2 separate regions of the Mus musculus genome follow, and region 2 is linked to region 1. The links are chromatin contacts, called in public Hi-C maps. All regions are on one chromosome and are shown on one strand. The core of a region is the stretch at or near the end of the contact, and the rest is flanking DNA. Distances in the headings are between cores, read along the strand shown. Region 1 overlaps Wnk1 (WNK lysine deficient protein kinase 1). Region 2 overlaps Ninj2 (ninjurin 2).

Region 1 (6,894 bases), core at 1,294-3,793:
AAAAAGGGGGAGTGGGTGGGTAGGGGAGTGGGGGGGTGGGTATGGGGGACTTTTGGTATAGCATTGGAAATGTAAATGAGCTAAATACCTAATAAAAAATGGGGGAAAAAAAAAGAAAAGAATTACCCATAGTATCTTTAGCTGCTCCAGTATTCATTTCTGGTTGTGTCTTCATAGTTTTTTAGTGGGTACATTATTTAACTATGAAATCATCTGTCTAGTTACTTTTCTGTTGCCATAACAAAATACCATCACCAAGGCAACATATTAAGATATATTTAATTGGGCTTACAGTTTCAGAGAGTTAGGGGCCATGATGGTGGAGCAAAGACATGGCACCAGACACATCTGAGAGCTTACATCCTAATCCACAAGTATTAGACAGAAAGACTAGAAGTCTAGCTCAAGGCCTGCCACCTCTCCCAACAAGACTATACCTCGAATCCTTCCCAAATAGTTCCATCTACTGAACCAAGTAGTCAAGTACATGGGCCTGTGAGAGTCATCCTCATTCAAACTACCTTTGAAAACTTATCTGTACATAGTGTGACCATCAATGAACTATGAAAATGTCCATGGAAATTTCATTTGGGTTCACTTATGGCATATCTTTTGGCCTGAGTTTCCTGCACTAGCTAGGCAGCAGAATTTACAGTAGAGAATATATATTATTAATTTATTATTGTACATGAGATAATGATAGACATGAGTACAAAGTACAGGCATTGATAGCAACTTGGAGAGGAGAATGGGGCAAAGAGGAGAGGAGTATTTTTCAGAGACTTTTCTTTCATCCAAAGGGCCAAAGCTTTTTGTAGTTTTTACTGATTGGAGTGCCACCTTTATTTAGCTTTTTATGGACAATTACATTTTTTAACATGGGTTATATTCTAATCTTTCTCTCTACCAGCTGTCACTTTGTGAATACAAAACTAGTATCCATTTTCACGTGTACCATATTTATATAATGGTGATTTGTCGTCCCTTATTATTTTATTGGGGATTACCCTTTCCTACTGATTCTTAGATATATACTAAAACAACTTATGTTAAATTCCCCATTGCATTTCACAGGTGGCGAGCAGCCAGTTCACATGCAACCCTTTGCTTGTACCAAAAATGTTTCTCTATAGTTTTGTTTTGTTTGAACAGGTCTCATTTAGTTGGCCTTTAACTTACTATGTAGCTGGGCCTGGCCTTGAACTCCTGATTCTGCCTACATCTTCCAAGTGCTAGGATTACATGTGAACTTCAAACTAGACTTTCAATATCGTTTTCATTTGCTTGTTTTAAGATAGTGTCTCGTGTAGCCTGGACTGGCCTCAAACTTCCTAAATACCTGTAAATGAACTTGCTTGAACTTTTTGCAACCTCTGAAGAACTGAGATTTCAGCTATACCAACACACCCAGTTTATGTGGTATGGCTGAATGAACCCAGGATTTTGTATTTTGTGCATACTAGTTAAGAACCAATTGATTCTGAGTTACACTCTAATATAGTTGTTGTTTCTTCTATTTCTTCTTCCTTTCCTCTTCCTTCTCTTCTTCTTCCTGGTGTGTAGTATCTGTAATCAACTCTAGCACTCTGGAGGCAGAAGCACATGTACTGCTTAATTCTAGGCCCATCTGGGGTTCCATAGCAAGTTCCAGATCAGCCAAGGCTACATAATAAGAGTATGTCTCCTATGGCTCTGGCATCATAATGCTCAGCTCTTACTTTACTTTTTAACATTTTTCATTACTTTTACATTTATTTGTTTCTTTGTTTAGGTTTTCTGAAGACAGGGCTTCTCTGTAATACTGGCTCCTAGCATCCATAATAAAACAGCCCACTACAGCCTGTAACTTCAGCTCTAAGGAATCTATCACCCTCTTCCCCACTACAAAGACTCCCATATGGCATACACTCACAGATATACACATTTATACATGAATTAAAAAAATAAATCGTGAAAACTTCCTAGTAGATTCATTAATTTTATGTATGTTTTTGCCTGTGTATCTGTGTGTGTACCACATGCAAACTTGGTGGCCACAGAAGTCAAAAGGTGTTTGATCCCTAGAACTGGAATTATACATGTTTGTAAACTACCACAGCCATGCTGAGAATCAGATATGGGTCCTCTGCAAAAGCAACAAGTGCTCTTAACCAATGAGTGCTCTAGCTCAATAGTCATGACTTTAAAAAACAAACAAACAACAAACAAATAAATAAGCAAGGAAGATACAAGTCAAACCATTGTAACGTGACAGACTGCTGACAAGCAACTAGGTATCTGTATCATTGAAAAGACTTTCAAGGTGTAGATAGACATACAACTATCACACAACTTTCTTTAAACCACTCAAGTATTTATCAAGTTTCAGACACTGTGCTACAAAGTAAAGTAGTAGAAGAAGCAGGTATATGAATAAGGAGCTTGAATGAATATCATCATACCCATCATCATCTTCATCCTCTCCAAGAGAGATGGAGATGACTCTCAGTGGTTAAGAGTGCTTGCAGAGGATCTGAGTTCAGCTTTCAGCATCCATGTCTAGTGCTTCCTCTGTTAATCTCATTTTAACCACTAGAGGGCAACCTTGACATTGATTTCTACTTCCTAAACTGCTCAATTTTAAAAATATCAATCAATATGACTTAAAATTAACTAGGTTTATTCAGCAACAAACTCATCCCAATAGCTACCAATAAATAATAACCTTATTATTTTATATACAAGAAGATTTTGTGGGTAGTAAAAACACATTGGTTGAAAGGATTATTTCTGTCATAGTAGACTAAACAACAAAAGTAAATATAAAACAAGAGATTTCTAGAAAATATTGATTGACTTACGTCTTAAGTGTTCCAGATGTCATTAGTTCAGTCACTAAAACAATGCATTTTTTCCCTTTTACTGTGGATTCCCAGGAATCATAGAATCGAACAATGTTGGGATGTTGAAGACCCTTTAACATTTCAGCCTCTTCTTTGAATCTCTGCCTTTCAGATTTTGTTAACTTTCGATCCTAAAAGGCAAAAAACAAAACAATGTGATTTAAAATGATAAAACACAAGTCACATAGCTATATTAGGATGCTAAATAAGCTGGTCAAGATGGCACATGGTGACAATCTCAGAAGTCAGGTAGCCCCAATGAGGCAGCAAGACTAAGTTCAAAACTTGTCTAAGCTGGGCGTGGTGGCGCACGCCTTTAATCCCAGCACTTGGGAGGCAGAGACAGAGATTATATTTTAGACATTAGAGATTATATTTAGATTTCTGAGTTCGAGGCCAGCCTGGTCTACAAAGTGAGTTCCAGGACAGCCAAGACTATACAGAGAAACCCTGTCTCGAAAAACCAAAGGGGGGGGAAAAAAAACTTGTCTAAATAAAATACGCCGGGCATGGTGATGCGCACCTTTAATCCCAGCACTTCTGAGGCAGAGGCAGGCAGATTTCTGGGTTCGAGGCCAGTCTGGTCTACAAAGTAAGTTCCAGGACAGCCAGGGCTATACAGAGAAAACCTGTCTTGAAAAACCTAAATAAATAAATCAATAGAAATGTGCTAATTATACGTTAATGATAAATAGCATTAAAATGAAACAGAAACACTAATAAAAGTCATTTGCGTGCCTTAAGAGTTGGAGAACACAGCCGGATGGTGGTGGCACACGACTTTAATCCCAGCACTTGGGAGGCAGAGGCAGGCAGATTTCTGAGTTTGAGGCCAGCCTGGTCTACAAAGTGAGTTCCAGGACAGCCAGGGATACACAGAGAAACCCTGTCTCGAAAAACCAAAAAAAAAAAAAAAAAAGAGTTGGAGAACAGAGTACTGTATCTTTAAGGAAAATGGATTATAAAGTGATGCTTGAAATTATTTATCATTAGTATCAATGTCAAAAATATAATCTCATTCCATAAAATACAGTTAACTTGTCACTTCCAAAATAAGTCAATAATTGTTAGAAACAGGCGATTAATGTCACAGAATAGTTATAGGCAAAGACTTAATAATCAGAGCTATATAGAAAAAAACATATCTTAGGTAAAAAACAAAAACAGTTAAATGATATATATCTTTGTATTAATTAGAACTTTCTATGAATATGCTGTATAATCTAACAAAATTGTTATCATAATCAAGCAATCTAGTAAGTATGCTTTCACCAGGTGTTAAGTTCTTGGTGCCTTTACAGGAGCTAATTTACTTCCTATCTGAGATGAAGAATCCAATTTGGCTTTATAGTTTGTTAAAGTCCATACACGCAATGTCTTGATTGTTCTGTTTATTAAAATGGAAACTATCTTTAGTCACTCTCAGTATAGATATCTCAATGTAGTATTGCCAGCAAAACTAAAAGTGATTTAATATTACAATGTTTTAGCAAAAAGAAGTGATTTTAATATTATACACCTAATTTAAACTAATTTAAAATCCTTTGGGTAACTAGAATGGACCCTCGTTTCTACTCCTTAACCTTAAATGAACACTATCATAAATTTAGGTATAAGAATCATTGGTTTTTATACTTTGCCAAAAAAAAGAAAGAGAAAAAAAGAACATATCACAGTTTATATATTACCTACTAAGGAATCTTTAGGCACTTAGTCATTTGTTGCTTCTCCAATACCCGAAATAAGGTTATACTGTTAAATTTTTTTGGCTTGTATATATAACTATTTACAGAACACTGGGGCTTTTGTTTAGATATGATCTCTCTACATAACCCTGGCTGTTCTGGAACTAATTATGTAGTCCAATCTGACATTTAACTCAGAGATGTACCTGCTTCTACATCCTGAGTGCTAGGATTACAGGCATGTGCCACCAAGCCCAGCTTAGACACTTTCTCATAGGATTCACAAAATTCTTCATTTATAAACTTACAGGACTAGACAGATGGCTCATTAGTTAAGAGTAGTTGTTGGTCTTGCAGAGACCCCAAGTTCAGTTACCAGCACCAATATAATAGCATACAAGCATCCATAATTCCAGAACCAGGGATACTAATGCACATTCTTCCAACCTCCTCTAGCACCAGGCATGTACACTCTCATTTACATACATAAAATAAATCTAAATATTTTAAAGATTTACAGACTTGCACAAATATTATTTTCATTAGCTTTGAATTAAGACTTGCCATTTCTTAATTATGAATGTAAACATCTAACAGTATTCTGTATTACCTACAATTTTTAATCACTGTTGGACTTAATCAAATAACAAATAATTATAGATATCCCAAAATGCCACTGATTAATCACTACTTGGAAATTACCATAGCTATTAGATCTTGCACTACATCATAGAATCTATTAGTGATATATACAATGCCACTTCTAAAAAAAATGATACTTTGATAACTAATACAATGCCACTTCTAAAAAAAAGATACTTTGATAACTAAAGCAACTTCTTTTCTGCTCTTCTGTGCTTTTGCTATGGTCTAAGTGATTCACATTAAAATTTTAGCCTCAAAGATATTAGGAGGTAGACTCTTTAGGTAGTGACTTTATAAGGGGGCGGGGACTTCAGGGAAGAAATTAATCTCTTCATCCTGTTCCACCATGTGAGGATGCAACAAGAACATGATACAAGTTCTCTGAGGCACAGTAAGTACTGACCAGACATGGCAAGTTGACCGAGAACTTCCCAGTTACCTAAACTATGAAATCTTTTCTATTATTTATAAATTAATGTCATCTAAGTACATTATAGTAGCCTATGCAGTCTAGATATTTACTTATGTCTGAAGGTTACCACTGCTACACATGCTCAAGAGCACATGTGGTAGTTATCTACAACACATCAACTTTGTCAATTTGGTGAGTGTAAAACCAATCAGTGCCATTAATCTGCTTCAAAAAACCTTTTACTTTTCTGAGAGGGTCTTATATTGCTTGGGGTGTGTGTGTGTGTGTGTGTGTGTGTGTGTGTCTGTGTGTGTGTGTGTGTGTGTATCCCCAGATAATTTTGAAATTGCAGCCCTATCTCAGTCTCAGATGTGCATCATCAATGCCTACTCTAATTGTGTTTTTTAAATAAAAATTTCAAGCATTTGTTTCAGGAAAATATTCATATTCTCTCCCCGCCCCCCTTGAAATAAATTTCTCTCAACCTTCACTCCTTCTCTTTAAGACTTTATGTGTAGAAATGCATACATGTATGCTTGGGGGACTTATCTTTACTGTTTCTCATTTTCTACTGCTTTCTGATATCACAATCTGTACTAATTTTCTTGTTGCTACAACACATTCTTGTTTATTACCTTTTAAAAACTATCATTATTAATTAAACCATAGGGCTTAAGAAAGGCAATGTGCCAGAGTGTCTGCTCCAGATAGAAGGATGAGGTGAGCATAAATAAAAATGCAAGTAAGTTTGAAATATAGATTGGGGTGGGTAGGTGATTACCCATAAATAACATAAAACTGGCCAAGCTAGGCATAGTGGTATAATCTTAGCACTCAGGATTGAGATTTTTTTTAAGGTCAGAAGAGGCTGTTTTTCTCCCAAAACACAAAACAAAAAAAACCCACTTCCAAACTAAAGCAGAACAGCACAACAACAAAAACTCTACAGGGATAAGAATTCAGATTCAAAAGTATTTATGGAGAAGTTCGAGACAGGGAAAGTCTAGTCATTATTCCTTCCAAGGGTCATATTAATGAAAAAAACTTTGTAGGCCTTGCTTCCAATGGAGATTATATAGCGTGTGGAAGTGAGAACAACTCCCTCTACCTGTATTATAAAGGACTTTCTAAAACTTTGCTAACTTTTAAGTTTGATACCGTTAAGAGTGTATTAGACAAAGATCGGAAAGAAGATGACACAAATGAATTTGTCAGTGCTGTGTGTTGGCGGGCACTATCAGACGGGGAGTCCAATGTGCTGATTGCTGCT
Region 2 (6,894 bases), core at 1,879-4,378, 160 kb after region 1:
AGAAGGGAAGGAAGGGTGGATACCATACTCAATGAAAGAGGACTTACAAAAGCAGAGGCAGCTCGTGTGCATCTCTGTGGCCTCTGGTTCATGATCTAGGGCTTTCTTTGCACAAATGGTACCTCTTTGGTAAGTGTTGTTCAGATCAATTATTTAAAACAAAATAAGAGGCTGGGGTGTCCCTCACTGGTAAGGAGCCTTCTTAGTTCACTGGTAAGGAGCCTTCTTAGCTCACTGGTAAGGAGCCTTCTTAGCAAGCAAGACACGGGGCCCAATCCCCATTACTGCAGGGAGAAGAAAAAGCAAAAGCAGAAAGGAAGGATTGAGGGGCTGGAGGGGGCTCTGTGGCAGAACACAAGCTGAGCCCGTGCAAGGCTCTGGGTTCCATTCTTAGCTGCAAGACAACACAAAGTCCCTGGGTCACCTGGTTCCCTTTGCTTCTCAGGGCACAGAGAGAGATCCAGTGAGGAACAGGACCTTGCCTAAGGTTGCACAGGACAGCCAGAAGACAGAACATAGAAAGCGCCCATGCTGTGACAGATGCTCAGAAGTCACTCAGCTCCAGTGCCCTTCCTTTCTAACTGACAGCACCTTTCTAACTGATAGCACCATGAGTGAGTGGGTGGGTCCTCAGCTTTCCCCACAGCTTTTTGTTTTTTCTTTTCAAGGCACTGGAATCAAACCCAGGACCCTGGCTGTGCTAGGCAGGTGCTCCTGCTGCAGCATATACCCAGGACCCCAACTGTGCTAGGCAGGTGCTCCTGCTGCAGCATATACCCAGGACCCCAACTGTGCTAGGCAGGTACTCTTCCTGCTGCAGCATATACCCAGGACCCTGACTGTGCTAAGCGGGCACTCTCCTGCTGCAGTATATTACCAGGACCCTGACTATGCTATGTGGGCACTCTCCTGCTGCAGCATATATCCAGGACCCTGACTATGCTATGTGGGCACTCTCCTGCTGCAGCACATACCCAGGACCCAGACTATGCTAGGCGGGCACTCTTCCTGCTGCAGCATATACCCAGGACCCTGACTGTGCTAAGTGGGCACTCTCCTGCTGCAGTATATACCCAGGACCCTGACTATGCTATGTGGGCACTCTCCTGCTGCAGCATATACCCAGGACCTTTTTTCACTTTTTATTTTGAGACTGTTGTCTCACTAAACTGCCCAGGCAGGCCTTGGAAGTGTGACTCTCCTGTCTCAGTTTCCCAAGTAGCTGGTATTACAGGCCTTGCTACCAGGTCTGGATGACGCCTCTGTTCTTGCCCCCATTCTGTACGGCCTCTGAGTTACTTAGCTGAAACCAAGCTGCTAATTAAGACCGGAGTGGGGTTTACTAGTGGGAGCGACTGTTGGCATCTTGCCCACCACACTGCCCCTGTGTTGTGAATTGAGCAGCTTGGTTAGCACTCTGGGCTGAGACTATCTGGATTTGAATCCCAGTTCCACAGGGGTTGTGCTTTGGGTCATAACCGTCCCCCAAAGAACGTGTACAAAAGGCTTAGTCATCAGTCCATCATAGCAGAACATTTAGGAGGAATCTGTGACATCGAAAAGGACAGTGGGACCCTGACCCCTTGCTCTCATTTTGCTCCCAGGCCTCCATAAAGTGAGCAACCTTGTAACATCTGTACCTCACAGTGATGTGTCCAATGTGACAAGATCAAGCCATGGGGGGCTGACACCTCAGAAGCCATGAGCTCAACGTAATCTTTCTTCCTCTCGAGTCATCTTGCAGTATCTGTCATGGTGATGAAAACTGACAGACATTAATTAACACATGACCGTCTCTCCTCTCAGACACTTCAGCTTTCCCTGTGATATGGGAAAATGCATTTGCCCCCAAGAAGTTGTTCTGAAATTTAAATGGATTAGAATATATATTTTAGGGGTTGGAGAGATGGCTCAGTGTTTTAAGAGCACAGCTCTTCCAGAGGTCCTGAGTTCAAATCCCAGCAACCACATGGTGGCTCACAACCATCTGTAATGGGATCTGATGCCCTTTTCTGGTGTGTCTGAAGATATAAAGACAGCTACAGTGTACTTACATATATAAAATAAACTCTCTCTCAGTGCCTAAGAGATGGCTCAGTGGTTAAGATCACTGACTATTCTTCCAGATGACCCAGGATTAATTCCTAGCACCCACATGGTAACTCATAACTCCAGGATCAGGCACCCTCATGCAGACATACATTCAGGCAAAACAGCAATGCACAGAAAATAAAAATAGATTTAACAAAATCAGATAGTGATTGTTCCCTCTCCATTTCACACCCCCCCCCACGTGTGTGTGTGTGTGTGTGTGTGTGTGTGTGTGTGTGTGTGTGTGTTACTAGGGGCTGAATTTAGGATTTCACATATGATAGGCAGATACTTCATTATGGAGTCATACCCTTGGCCCTCTTTATAATTTCCATTTTGAGACGAGACCCTTTAATCCTACTGCTTCGACTTCATTAGTAGCTGGGATTGCAGGCCGGACCTAGTGCAGTCTTAAGTGTTCAGTATGCTTTGAAGTTTGTGTTTGACTGTTGCTACACTGGTGGCTCCAGAGTTGACACTGAGCCTTCATGAGGACAGACATTCAATGGTAGAGTTTGTTACTGATGAATAATGTAAGATTCCAATGATACTTTAAAGGACTCTCACATGTATAATTTGAGAGTGCTGGGGTCTTCTTCTTCTTCTTCCTCCTCCTCCTCCTCCTCCTCCTCTTCCTCTTCCTCCTCCTCTTCCTTCTTCTCTTCTTCCTCCTCTTATTTTCTTAGTCACAGCACATGGAGGGCTGAGCTGGGGCTTCAGCTGTCCACAAGTCCATTTCCTCTTGCCTGTACCATCGTTACAATTCCGCCTCCCATTCTAATGTGCTCATGTTGAAATGGGGGTGGCACCCACAGCACAAAGGCTGTGGCTGACTGCCAAAGGACCTCAACCAGGAAAAGTGGTGGGAGGCAGCCAGCTCCTGCCAAGAATGGGAATGTGATTTCCTATCCCACCCCCACAGGGGCCCCCAGCCTCCTTTCTGCCCACTTCTCCTTTCCCCTAGTCCTGTAGGCCACAGGTTTCTGTCTGAAAAAGCGATTAGCAGCGACTAACTCAGCCTGTCTCCTCCTGCCAACTTCCTGAGCACAGGGGCAGAAGGCTCTCTCTGCCAAGAAGAGAGCCTTAGCCCAGCACCCAGCCTGTGTCAGCGGGATGTTGACAGTCATTGGTCATTTATTCACAGCCAACTGCCACACTTGAGAGGTGATTTTATTTAATGGTTGCCAGCCAGGGATACCTGACCTGACTAACCTGCTGGGTTCCTGCATAGCGCTGAAGCCTCGGCTGATACAATGTGTTTTCTGCCCTTTTAGTCCTGTGCTTGCTTTAGTAATGTGGTACAGGGCTGCTATTGATCCCATGGTTCAAGCTCTCCTGCAGCCCCAGGATGGGCTAGGTGGGGGGTCGGGTAGGAGTGGTTAAGTGAGATAACTGTGAACTTTAGATTCCCCTACCTTTACCTCCCTAAAGCTGGGATTATAGGTATGCACCATGATGCCTGGTGCGTGCTTAGGGTCAGCTATCTCTAGTATGCCCAGCATGCTACCTTGAAAAGCAGGTGTAGCACACTGCTTCTCAGACTTTAATAGATATACAGGTGACCTGGAACCCTAGTTGCTCCTATAATGCAGGTACTAGGGGTTGGAGAGTTGGCTCTGCGGTTAAGAGAAACTTACACTCTTTCAGAGGACCCAGGTTTGGTTCCCAGCAGCTACATAAGTGACTCACAATCATCAATACTCAGTTCCTGGGGATCCGATGCCCTCCTCTGACCTCTGGGAACATCAGGCACACATGTGGTGCACAGATACACATGCAGGCAAAGTACCCACGCTCCTAAAATAGAGTAAGCAAATCTAAAAACAAAGTCAGGTTCTTCAGCTCAAGTGTGAGGCTCAGTGGCCGAGGGCCCATCCAGTGTGTGCAAGGCTGAGTTTCAGCCCAAGCCTTGAAACAAAAAGGGGACAAGGGGACAATATTCTGATTGGCTGGGTCTAGGGGGAGGCCAAGAGCATTTGTAATAAACGCTCTGGTAACGCTGCTTCAAGTTGCTTGAATAAAAAAGGTTTCTGGAGAAATCGTGGTTAAAATCCACTGGGGGAACTGTGAAGTCGGGAGGATTTGTTGTAGAAAGATGGGGTGTCATAAAGCCAAAGGGTGAGAGTGTAACTGGGCTTCATAAAGATTTGAAACCAGGGGTTCTCATGACCACAGACCTTTCTTAAAAAGAAAAGAAAAAAATGTGTGTGTGTGTGTGTGTGTGTGTGTGTGTGTGTGTGTGTGTAGGTGAGAGGACAACTCTTGGGAGTGGGGTCCCAGGGATTGAACTCAGGCCATCAGACTAAAGGGCAAGTGCCTTTACATGTTGAACAATCTCACTAGACCCACAGGATCCTCTTGGTCAGTGTTCCATGTACTTAACTCAAGGCCTAGTTATCCCGGCCCCACCCCTGGAATGCCCCGCCCCTGGGATGCCCCACCTCTCCTCACCTCCTTTTCTCTTTTCCCTCAGATCTCCTCAGTGACAAGGTGATTCTGTCCAGAGTCCTGTAGGTTGCATGTCTTGCCTTCTCTTGGTTTGCCCTGGTTCTGTGATGCCCTTTAGTAATTCCCTATGGCAGCAAGCAAAGGCAACGCAGTGTTTGCGTGCTGGGGTAAATGAAGTCACCCGTACCCTCAGCTTCTAGTGAGGCTGCGGTTACACCAACACCAGGCTTCTGTCCTTTGCGCTGGTTCTCAACCCGTGGGTTGCAGGGTCACATATCAGATAGCCTGCATATCAACTATTTGCATTATGATTCGTAACAGTAGTAAAATGACAGTTATGGAGTAGCCACAAAATGATTTTATGCTTAGGGGGTCACCACAACATGAAGAATTGTATTAAAGGGTGGCAGCATTGGGAAGGCTGAGACCCACACTGGTCTGTGTGTCTCACGTCTGAAAGCTTTTAGATTCTTCTCACCTCCAGTTCTAAAAGGTCACCATAACGCACCTTGGGGTAGGCACATCTTTTCTAACTCACAGTAATGCATAGTTGGCCAGGACTTTACACTTAAAAATGTGTGTTCTCTGCTCTAGGGGAAAAAAAAATCTAAGTCACGTTTAAAAGTCTGAATTATCTTGCCCTTTCTTTCTCAGTTCATCTTATCTGGAATTCCTGTTGTTGGGCTCTTCAGCCTTGTGAGTGGAGTCTTTCATTTTCTTAAACTTTGTATCTAACTGCCCCTTGTCTTTATCTCTGTTTTCCTTTTTTGTGAAAATTTGGTTTTCTTTTAAGACAGTGTCTCACTGTGGAGCTCAGGTTGGCCTTGAACTTGAGATCTTCCGGTCCTACTCCCATCCCCAGTAACTGGAATTATGGCCTTGTGCTACCAGTTCCAGTTCTAGCTAGTCTTTCTGGCCAGATACCTGTCTGGATCCATACTGGAGTAGGGAGGAAACCCCAAAAACCCAATTTCTAGAACGATAATGGAGGAGAGAGGGCACTGCTTAGATTGTAGACTTTGGGCCAGGTGCCTCCAACTCTGTCCACTACCACACACCTGCTCCTGTCTCACGTCCCACGTCCCTTCTCAAACCACCAGGGGAAAAAAAAAAAAAGACCAGCATCCTCCCCTTGATTGCTTAAGACAGGGTGTCAGGTAGCCCAAGTTAGTGTGAACATTTTATGTAGCTGAGGATGATCTTGAATTTCTTATCCTCCCGCCTCTACCTTCTAAGTTTTGAGATTCCAGATGTATATCACCAAGCCTGACCAGGGCCAGTGTGACACAGTCATAGTGTGCAGGGTTTGTCCACATCTTACACTGTGGCATGGGAATGCTGAGTCCAAACTAGTGTGGATTCTACTGGATCTTAGCGGAGCATGCTGGCACATGCCTGACATCCCAGCAGTTGGAAGGTAGAGGCAAGAGGATTGCCTTGGATTTGGGGGCTAGCCTGGGACTACACAGTGAGTTAAATGCCAGCCTACTTACTCTACTTATTGAAATCCTGTCTCAAAAAAGCTGAATGTAGCTAGGTATGTGGTAGAACATGCCTTTAATCTCAGCATTTGGGAGCCAAGTGGATCTTTGTGAGTTCAAGGCTAGCCTGGTCTACAAAGTGAGTTCTAAGACAGCTAGGGATATTGTACAGAGAAACCTTGTCTCAGAAGACCAATAACCAGGAGCTAAAGAGATGGCTCAGAGGTTAAGAGTACCGACTGCTCTTTCAGAGAACCTGAGTTAAATTCCCAGTAACCATATAGTGGATCACAACCATCTGTAATGGGATCTGATGCTCTCTTCTGGTGTGTCTGAAGATAGCGACAGTGTACTCACATACATGAAATAAATAAATAAATCTAAAAAAAAAAAAAAAAAAGACCAATAACCAAAAACCAAAAGAAAAAGAAGAAAAACCTGAATGTGTTTGTGAGAGAGAGACAGAGGGAGACAGAGACTGAGAAACAGAGATAGAGACAGAGAGAGAGAGAGAGAGAGAGAGAGAGAGAGAGAGACAGAGAGAGACAGAGACAGAGACAAAGAGAATATGAATGAGTGAACAAGTGGTACACCATGGACAGGAAATACTCAGACAGTTGATTGTGGCAATGTTTGTACAACTCTGTGACCATATGAAAAGTCATCAAATTGTATGCTTTAAAGCATGAATCATGGTTTGTGAGTTGTATCTCAATAAAGCCATGACAACGGAGTCTCTGGAGCTAGTACTGTGCCAAGATGCAGGTCCCAGGTGTCGCTGTCCTTCGAAGCCTTTGGCATGTCTATGACACTTCTCAGTCACCACATTAGCAGGATGCATCCGAGTGACACGTGTATTCTTAACTGAAGGTCG

Evidence for each region. A called contact is a pair of places that touch in the nucleus more often than the background predicts.
Region 2: a Hi-C map of bone marrow-derived macrophages shows a contact between it and region 1, with 25 read pairs. The contact joins two enhancer-like sites. A contact is called at or near these places in 1 of 15 datasets of contacts at CTCF or cohesin (large pre-B cells), 1 of 484 Hi-C or Micro-C datasets (bone marrow-derived macrophages), 5 of 115 datasets of contacts at active chromatin or transcription factors (the HPC-7 cell line, embryonic stem cells, intestinal villus epithelium and 2 more) and 3 of 9 other capture datasets (adipose tissue, embryonic stem cells and liver).

Annotation. Positions count from the first base shown.
Region 1 is chr6:119,999,353-120,006,246 of GRCm38.p6, forward strand. It overlaps Wnk1 (WNK lysine deficient protein kinase 1), which reads right to left. Exons shown (of 28, transcript NM_001199084.1): 2 at 2,841-3,013. Among named protein-coding and RNA genes, the nearest start is that of Mir706, 32 kb to the right of the region's middle. Within about 2 kb of position 2,544, at least 2 of the 459 cell types and tissues checked have an H3K27ac peak or open chromatin away from gene starts, as enhancers often do. A contact at or near this core is called in bone marrow-derived macrophages, where this site is marked.
Region 2 is chr6:120,156,338-120,163,231 of GRCm38.p6, forward strand. The region is part of intron 1 of Ninj2 (ninjurin 2); the gene reads left to right. Among named protein-coding and RNA genes, the nearest start is that of Gm25327, 16 kb to the left of the region's middle. Within about 2 kb of position 3,129, at least 133 of the 459 cell types and tissues checked have an H3K27ac peak or open chromatin away from gene starts, as enhancers often do. A contact at or near this core is called in bone marrow-derived macrophages, where this site is marked.